Regions from separate parts of the Zea mays genome. Here all the other regions are linked to region 1. Evidence: chromatin contacts called from public Hi-C data. All regions are on one chromosome and are shown on one strand. The core of a region is the stretch at or near the end of the contact, and the rest is flanking DNA. Distances in the headings are between cores, read along the strand shown. Region 1 holds the start of LOC103632297 (phosphatidylinositol/phosphatidylcholine transfer protein SFH11). Region 2 holds the start of LOC103632296 (luc7-like protein 3). Region 3 holds the start of LOC103632299 (glycosyl hydrolase family 10 protein / carbohydrate-binding domain-containing protein).

Region 1 (2,722 bases), core at 109-2,608:
ATTTGGTTTAAACATATACAATTACTTAGGATGGGAATCTCATACAGAACACAGAAACAGGATACGGGTGCACCTTTAGGTAAATTGTGCAGCATATGGTCATTTTGCCCAAGTTAAATTTCAAACATAATATCTAAAAGTTTAAAAAAGTCATTTAAGGCTGTTTATATATAATTCTATATATCCCGATATTGGGTCAAAAATTCTAGTAGTATTAATAAAAATATATACCAACAAAATGAGGTATTCAGTTTACTACTACCTCCGTTCTCGAATATTTATCGTCCGCTAGTTCATTTTTTAACTAAACCGTGACAAATAAAAAAAGCTAGTTCATTTTTTAACTAAACCGTGACAAATAAAAAAGAACGGAGGGAGTATAATGCAACTAGAATAATGGTCCAAACAGTTATTATACTCCTGAGCAACATAAAATATATTAGGTTCCTACATGGAGGAAGTATGAAACCTACAGTTGTCATCAATACCACAACAGTGTCGTAATAATTAACATACCTATGCAAGAAAAAATGCATCTTTAAACAACAAAGGCAAGAAAAGATAAGCACTAGATACTGATGCCCTCATTTTATTTTCTTATGATGATTCTTCAGATATGCTAAGCTCTTCTCTGGTCCGCAGAAAAAACTAGAAAACCTCAGCCGATGAATTTAGTATGCAATTTGCAATTCGGTCTTGCTCTACAGCTTAAGGGGGCACTGCGATAGAACAAGAAGAAGAAAAATGTAGTGGCTACCAATCCTGAGAAGCATGTACAGTTCCCCCCAATAAAGAAGCTGCATATTAAGCCTCGAGGCAAGAAGCTTATTTGCGCGACCCGATTCCGAGAACCATCAGTGACGGCTGGGATGCCATGTGCTCCCAGGCAATTCAGTGGCACCAATGAAGTGAGAACAAGAATGGAAGAGAGGCTCATGATTACCTCGAGGTGGAACTCGGCTTGGATTGATGTACGGTGCTCCTTCATATAAAAACTAGCCTTCATATAAAGATTGGATGCCGGGGGGCGCCGCGGCATTAGGTCGAGCACCAGGCGGGCAGGCGGGTCGGCGGGTCCGGGCGACGCGCAGGAGGTTTCTTTGGCGGGCGGCGATAAGGTGCGCGAATCTGCCATCTCCCCCGCTGGCACGGCGCGCTGGCGAAGCAACCTGAGGCGGCGGCCACCGGCGCCTCCAGAACGGCGGAAGATCACGTGGGCCCGACCAGGCCCGGACGTCGCCAGCCTCTCTCTGTACAAGCAGCACAACTGCCAGCTGGATACCTGGAAGGCTGGAACAAGGGAAAGAGGCGCGGGACGGTGGGAGATTCTAGATTCGACAAAGGATCAATATGTTCGCGCCACTCGGAAGCAAAGCAGACGTGGCGGCCGGGTCTGACAGAGATGGTAATTTGTGCATGGGTACTTTTGCTATATAGTTTTTTAAGGCAAAATGATTGATAGCGAATGTAGAAAATGAATCTCTATCAGTATTCCATTGATGATTTAACATATATATACATTAGTAAGTGGATGCTTTTAGTTACAACAAGAGAGAAAGAATGAAAAGGTGTCTATTCATGAGTGTCTTCTCGAAATAGTGTCTTCCTTCAACTTCTTTTGGTTTGGATAAGATTGTCACCGTTGGATTACTCTTTAACACTCCCTCTTGATCGAATTCATTTTGTTGAAATCAACTTGGAATACATAAACTATTCAATTTCTAACCTATTATATCTATTATCTATTATTATATTAAAAACACTATAGAAAAATAGATGATATGACATATGTCCTATATTGATATTACCACATTAAAAACTTTACATGATAAAACCAAGAAGAAAATTTCATATAAAGAAAAGAGTATAGTATAATGTTAACTAGATTATATTTTAGAAAAATCAAACTCCCCTAATTCATGTAAATCTTTAAGTCGTTTTATACCAATTCCTTTAACATATTTTGAAAATGTGGAATATGGTGATGATTTTATGAGTAAATCAGCAAGATTGTTACAAGACATAGTTTGCAGCACATTAATTTCCCCATTCTTTTGTAATTCATGAGGATATTTTTTTGGGTAATATGCTTTGTAATATTATTCTTATTATAACATGTCTTCATCTCAACAATATAGGCGTCATTATCTTCATAGATAATGGTTGGTGAACCAATTGGACCAATACCACATAACTGAGTTATGTGGTTTATCATTGTGCGAAGCCAAATACAGTCTTTAGACGCTTTGTATAAGGCAACAATTTCAAAATGATTAGTGAAAGTGGCTACCAAAGTTTGTTTGGAGGATTTCCAAGAGATAGTGGTTCCACCTTGTAAATATACAAAATCGGTTTGTGATCCGACATTATCGGGGTTAGATAAATAGTCAGCATCTATATATCTGTCACACCTGGATTTGAAGGCCAAACCCAGGCACGAATCAAATGCATGCTAGGATCAAGTCTCACACATATGATGACTCATAGTACAGAAACGAATGTCACATCTTTAATATATAATGGAGTTCTATACAAAATAGTTAAATAATTACATCATACGAAGACAACGATCCAGCAACCATAGTTGACTGGGAGACGACGGCCTAGACCACTCACGAACTCATCACGACATCCTTCATGTTCCTCATCTTGATGGTACATGTTCCTGGCCTGAGGATATGTGAGTACAGCAAGGGTGAGCTCACATACATTCATTGCTCAA
Region 2 (2,722 bases), core at 143-2,642, 220 kb after region 1:
GTGTACAATGGGGGGTGTAGTAGAGTGCTACGTGTCTAGCGGAGGAGAGCTAGCGCCCTAAGTACATGCCATCGTGGCGGCCGGAGAGGTTTTGGCGCCCGGTTTGTGTGATGTCGTGGCCGTCGGAGGAGCGCTGGAGCCTGGCGGAGGGACAGCTGTCGGGGCTGTCGAGTCCTTACTGACGTCCTCTTGCTTCCGTAAGGGGGCCGAGAGCCACCATCATCAAAGAGCGTGCGGGGCGCCATCATTGCCTATCTGGCGGAGCGAGCCAGATGGGACGCCGGTCTTGTTCCCCGTAGCCTAAGTCAGCTTAGAGTAGGGTAATGATGGCGCCTCCCACGTGGCCGGCCCGCGCCCTAGGTTGGGCGATGTGGAGGCTCCTTCGAGGTCGAGGTCGAGTCCGAGCCCCTAGGTCGGGCGAGGCGGAGGCCGTTGGCTGAGGCTAGGGCGGAGTTCGAGTTCTGGGGTCGGGCGAAGCGGAGTTCGTCGTCTTCCGGGGCTTAGCCCGAGTCCGAGCCCTGGGTCGGGCGGAGCGGAATTCGCCGTCTTCCGGGGCTTAGCCCAAGTCCGAGCCCTGGGTCGGGCGGAGCGGAGTTCGTCGTCTTCTAGGGCTGAGCCCGAGTCCGAGCCCTGGGTCGGGCGGAGCGGAGTTCGCCGTCTTCCGGGGCTTAGCCCGAGTCCGAGCCCTGGGTCGGGCGGAGAGGAGTTCGCCGTCTTCCGGGGCTCGCCGTCTTCCGGGGCTTAGCCCGAGTCCGAGCCCTGGGTCGGGCGGAGCGGAGTTCGCCGTCTTCCGGGGCTTAGCCCGAGTCCGAGCCCTGGGTCGGGCGGAGCGGAGCTTCCTATGGTGCCTGCGGCCGGGCCTGACTGCCTGTCAGCCTCACTTTGTCAAGTGGCTCCGCAGTCGGAGCGGCGCAGGCGGCGCTGTCTTTCTGTCACACCGGTCAGTGGAGCGGCGAAGTGACGGCGGTCACTTCGGCTCTGTCGGCTGAGGGGCGCGCGTCAGGATAAAGGTGTCAGGCCACCTTTGCATTAAATGCTCCTGCGATTTGGTCGGTCGGTGCGGCGATTTGGTCAGGGTTGCTTCTTGGCGAAGATAGGGCCTCGGGCGAGCCGGAAATATGTTCGCCGCTGGAGGGGGGCCTCGGACGAGGCGAAGATCCTCCGGGGTCGGCTGCCCTTGTCCGCGGCTAAGCTCGGGTCAGGCGTGATCGAGTCCTTCGAATGGACTGATCCCTGACTTAATCGCACCCATCAGGCCTTTGCAGCTTTATGCTGATGGGAGTTACCAGCTGAGAATTAGGAGCCTTAAGGGTACCCCTAATTATGTTCCCCGATAGGTTTAACTTTATAATTATTGATTTAAGTAGTATTTTGTAAAACTATTTAAGTTGCTCTAAACCAGAAGACTAAAAATTAGTGACTAAAACCAAACGCGCCTTATCTTCGTCTGTTCCTAGATTCTACTAGGACGAGCCCAAATCCAAATCGTCCTGAGGAAAGGGTAAAGAAAGTGAAGCAAGGGGCTGCCTGGCTTAGGGTTTCTTGACGGCTCCTTGCCCTCTCCGCCATGGACGCGCAGCGAGCCCTCCTTGACGAGCTCATGGGCACAGGTAAAGTACCCACCAGATCCCCCCTCGCCCGAATGACGCCGGCCCGTGCCCTATCCCTACCCCTAACCGCGTCGCGGGTGCTGTCGTTCGCAGCTCGTAACCTAACGGAGGAGGAGAAGAAGGGGCACAAGGAGCTGAAGTGGGACGATCCGGACGTGTGCGGCCCCTACATGGTCCGGTTCTGTCCCCACGACCTTTTCGTCAACACCAAGAGCAATCTCGGTATGGCCGTTCCTTCGTTTCTTTCTCTCTTTTTCTTAATATGTTTTGCAGTGATTTTATTTTACTCATAACAAGTTTGGTTGGGGTGTTTGCAGGGCCGTGCTTGAGGATCCATGATCCGAAGCTCAAGGAAAGGTGATACCAGTTGTGAAGCTTAATATATTGAGATGTAAATAAATAAAAACCAACATGCTTCTTGTAAAAAAAATAAGTATGATTTTGTTGCTGTAATCCTTTAATAAAGCGTTATGTTTAGGAAGCAAAGTAGGGTATTGAATAGACTGCAACTAGGAATAGAGAAACCTTGCTATTGGGAGCCATATGGCATGACACCAAAGTATAATAGACGATTGTGTTATATGAATTGCTAGAATGGTAGAGTGGGCTAGTTTTTAGTTGTGAGGATTAAGCTGTCTTATGTTCCTGTTAGGCCACAGGTTTTCATTTGACTGGTACATCTTTTGTTTGAAATTAGACAGCACATTAGAACTGTACTGTGAAATGACTGTGCCATGATGCCCCCCTATCCAGTCTAAAAATAAATAGTTGCTCCAGGATATTACACGTCCTACAGCAACAATGTTCTCTCAATTTTAAAATTATAGTATATTTGGGAGTCTCTGGCACTGGGTCTGCCCTTCTTATATCAAGACATAAAAAAAATTTCTCAGCGGAATATTGAGAGGAATTTGATCTTATATGGTGAAGAAGCAAGGTTGAATACGTATTAACGAAGGGTTCAGAAATGTGTCTAGGTATTCTAAATATTATATTTTGTGTAAATAAAAATCTTTAGGTGAATTAAGTGAGAGTTGCATCCGATTAAAATTTAAGAGGTAGCTGCCCACCCTTTGTAGTTGGCAAATAGGATATAATTAGCACCCTCATTC
Region 3 (2,722 bases), core at 152-2,651, 160 kb before region 1:
GTGCCCAACATGTCTTGGAATCTCCCAAACCCAATGGGCTACATTTGGATCTAGGAGGCTTCACCAGTATTGATAGAGACGACTTCAGCTGAGTGAGATCTACTCCCAAAAAAAAACAGGAAACCACAAATCTTCAATGGTTGCCGTCGTTTCCCTAAATAAACAGCCAGCAAAGGTGAAATATGTACAACCGATTGCAACACACGCACCTTGAATCTTTGTTCAGTGGGAAACCAAATCAACAGCTGATTGGCTATGCTAATGAAATCACCAAAATCCTATATACTGCAAGGCCTACCGAAACAATCAAACAAACATCCACAGCAAGAGACGAATGCAGCGGCCACTGGTATACCTTGGGCTCGGAATCGGGACCCTGTGGATCTGGTTGCGGGAGCGAGCGGTCAGCCCGGCGAGGGCGGAACAAAGACGAGAGCCAGCTGCAGCGCCTCCTCATCTCATCCAACCCAGAAATCCCGTCCCCGCAGCAGCAGCAGCAGCTACCCAGCGAATGGCAAGAAGTCAAAACAGGGGAGTGGAAGGAAAGCCGCGTAAGGTAGGCGGTCGTTACCTTCCCTCCCCTCACCTACCTAACTGGCTACCGAGGTGGCGGCACCGTCGACACGACAGCTTGGACCTTGGGACGGAAGGAAAAGCATGATTCGGGACGGCACGGAGATGCGCCCGTGAATGCGACAGCGGCGCCGAAGCGTCTTCCCCAAGAAATGCCGGCGCGCGTGCCTGCGTCCGGGGCGATGGAAAAGGAATCGGATGTGAAGAATGCCGCGGGAGAAGGATTACTGGATTAGGAAGGCCCAGTTATCCTATCCTACGCAGTCTCGTCTCCTGGGTCTTTGAGGCATAAAGATGAACACCTTCCTCTAAAGCCAGATGAGTGCGAGCCAGAGGTAAGCCGTAAGCAGTACCTCTCTGCAGGATCGGCGGCCCCTAGAGACAGAGGCCGCGACGTGTCGGTGTTCGGCGAGCTGGGACGGCGGCGGGACAATCGAGAAGTAGAGAACTCTGCGATTCGCGCCGTCGATCGGCAGTGAGGATCCTGCTGGGCTAGGAGGGAATGAAGAAGATGTCGAACAAGTCAACGTCATGAAAAGGGTTGCAAACAATGCGAGGGTCTAACCGCAGCTAACTTCGTTAGACTTTTTCTTTTTACCTTCTATTTGAATTTCACACTATAAACGATCTAATCAGTATTTTGAAGAGATCAAACTATAATGGTGGTATGTGTCGATTGGTCAAGGGATGATGTGGTTTGCTAAAGCATCTCAATAGTTATGTAAATTAAGCACCCTAAATTATAGATTTGGAGAGTTCTCCTTTATCTGTTGTTTGAGCGAGCGTTAGTTCTGGCTGTGTTAGTGCCTTATGCTGTATCGAGTATATTTCTCTTTTATTGTTCATCATAGTTTGATCAAGGATGACGAAACAGATGCACACACAGTGACATAACAGAAAGGACCACACGTAAGGATAAAAATGGTGGATGTTCGCTAGACTTAACAACCCTCTTGATCTAATCAAGTATGACAAAGCGGGTGCACACAGTGACATACTAAAAAGACCACACGGTCAAGGATAGAAATGGTGTATCCCATTGAAATCTTCGTATAACAATGGCCACTTGTTTCTCTTACTATGTATAGGGACAAGGGTCAAACCGTACAGGTACAAAAAAAACTCATATTGTAATACTTCTCACATAGACATGAGAGTCAAGCACTCTACTTTGTAACAAACGAAAGCCAGTATCAAAGACTTTAGCACCAAACTAGACATAAGAGTTCTTTCCAAACCAGTTTAAACTTTCTTCCTATTTTGTGTCTAGATCAGGGTCAAAATATAACAGTGGCACACTAACCCCATCCTATCATACAAATTTACTAGTTGTGGGGTCAAAACCACAAAAGATGGCGTGCCAATTAGGGGGTTTCACATGTTACATTTATCTCTCGGTGGCTTTGGACATTTCCTGCAGCACCTTCACCACCTTGGTGCCATTTCTAGGAACGACGAGTGGCTCCGGACTATACCCGCTGCCCCAGAATATTAGTGTTGTTATAGATATTGCCCATTGCATTATTACCAGTCTAAAAGGGCCTTCGGTTTTCGAAACCTTTGTTACCTCAACTTTCTTTGATTCTTACTTAATGTTTGTGTATTATGTCATTTTTTTATTAATTAGTGCTCTATGATCTTTTTTGTGTAGAGTTTTCCTAACCATTTTTCTTTCCATCATTTAGGTAAATCTGACGATTAGGGCAGAAGACTTTTCGAGTTTAAAAGGGCCTCCGGCCTTCGAAGGTTGTGTATATATTTTTCCTCTACGGGCTAGTTTGAAAACACTATTTTCACATGAGATTTTTAATTTTTCAAGGAAAAATGAACTAATTTCTCTCGAAAAAATTGAAATTCCTTGAGAAATATGATTCCCAAATCAGCCCTAACTCTGTTCTTTTTCCCGTGATACATATCGTCTCATTAGCTTACTACTGATATTCATTTTCAATATACTTTTCTAACTGTTTTGTGTTTTCAGTGAAGTATAAACTTTTGTTCCACAACATGGACTTCATTATCGTCTACATATCCCCTCAGAGATTTGCTGCTTGATCAAGGTTCCTTTTTATTACACCCTCCTTTAAACCTTCCTACCATGGATCTTTGCTCCTGATACAGACCTTCTGATTAGCTTACTACGAATATT

What was found. A called contact is a pair of places that touch in the nucleus more often than the background predicts.
Region 2: a contact with region 1 is called in a Hi-C map of ear, with 2.1 times the contacts expected there. The contact joins the promoter of LOC103632296 here to the promoter of LOC103632297 in region 1. A contact is called at or near these places in 3 of 25 Hi-C or Micro-C datasets (ear, endosperm and leaf).
Region 3: a Hi-C map of leaf shows a contact between it and region 1, with 3 times the contacts expected there. The contact joins the promoter of LOC103632299 here to the promoter of LOC103632297 in region 1. A contact is called at or near these places in 2 of 25 Hi-C or Micro-C datasets (ear and leaf).

The regions. Positions count from the first base shown.
Region 1 is chr7:44,144,029-44,146,750 of Zm-B73-REFERENCE-NAM-5.0, reverse strand. LOC103632297 (phosphatidylinositol/phosphatidylcholine transfer protein SFH11) reads right to left here and starts at 1,358. Exons shown (of 12, transcript XM_020541224.3): 1 at 944-1,358.
Region 2 is chr7:43,919,239-43,921,960 of Zm-B73-REFERENCE-NAM-5.0, reverse strand. It overlaps LOC103632296 (luc7-like protein 3), which reads left to right and starts at 1,392. Exons shown (of 9, transcript XR_555807.4): 1 at 1,392-1,610; 2 at 1,704-1,832; 3 at 1,928-1,967.
Region 3 is chr7:44,307,375-44,310,096 of Zm-B73-REFERENCE-NAM-5.0, reverse strand. LOC103632299 (glycosyl hydrolase family 10 protein / carbohydrate-binding domain-containing protein) reads right to left here and starts at 1,401. Exons shown (of 9, transcript XM_020541402.3): 1 at 927-1,401. The coding sequence starts at 1,106.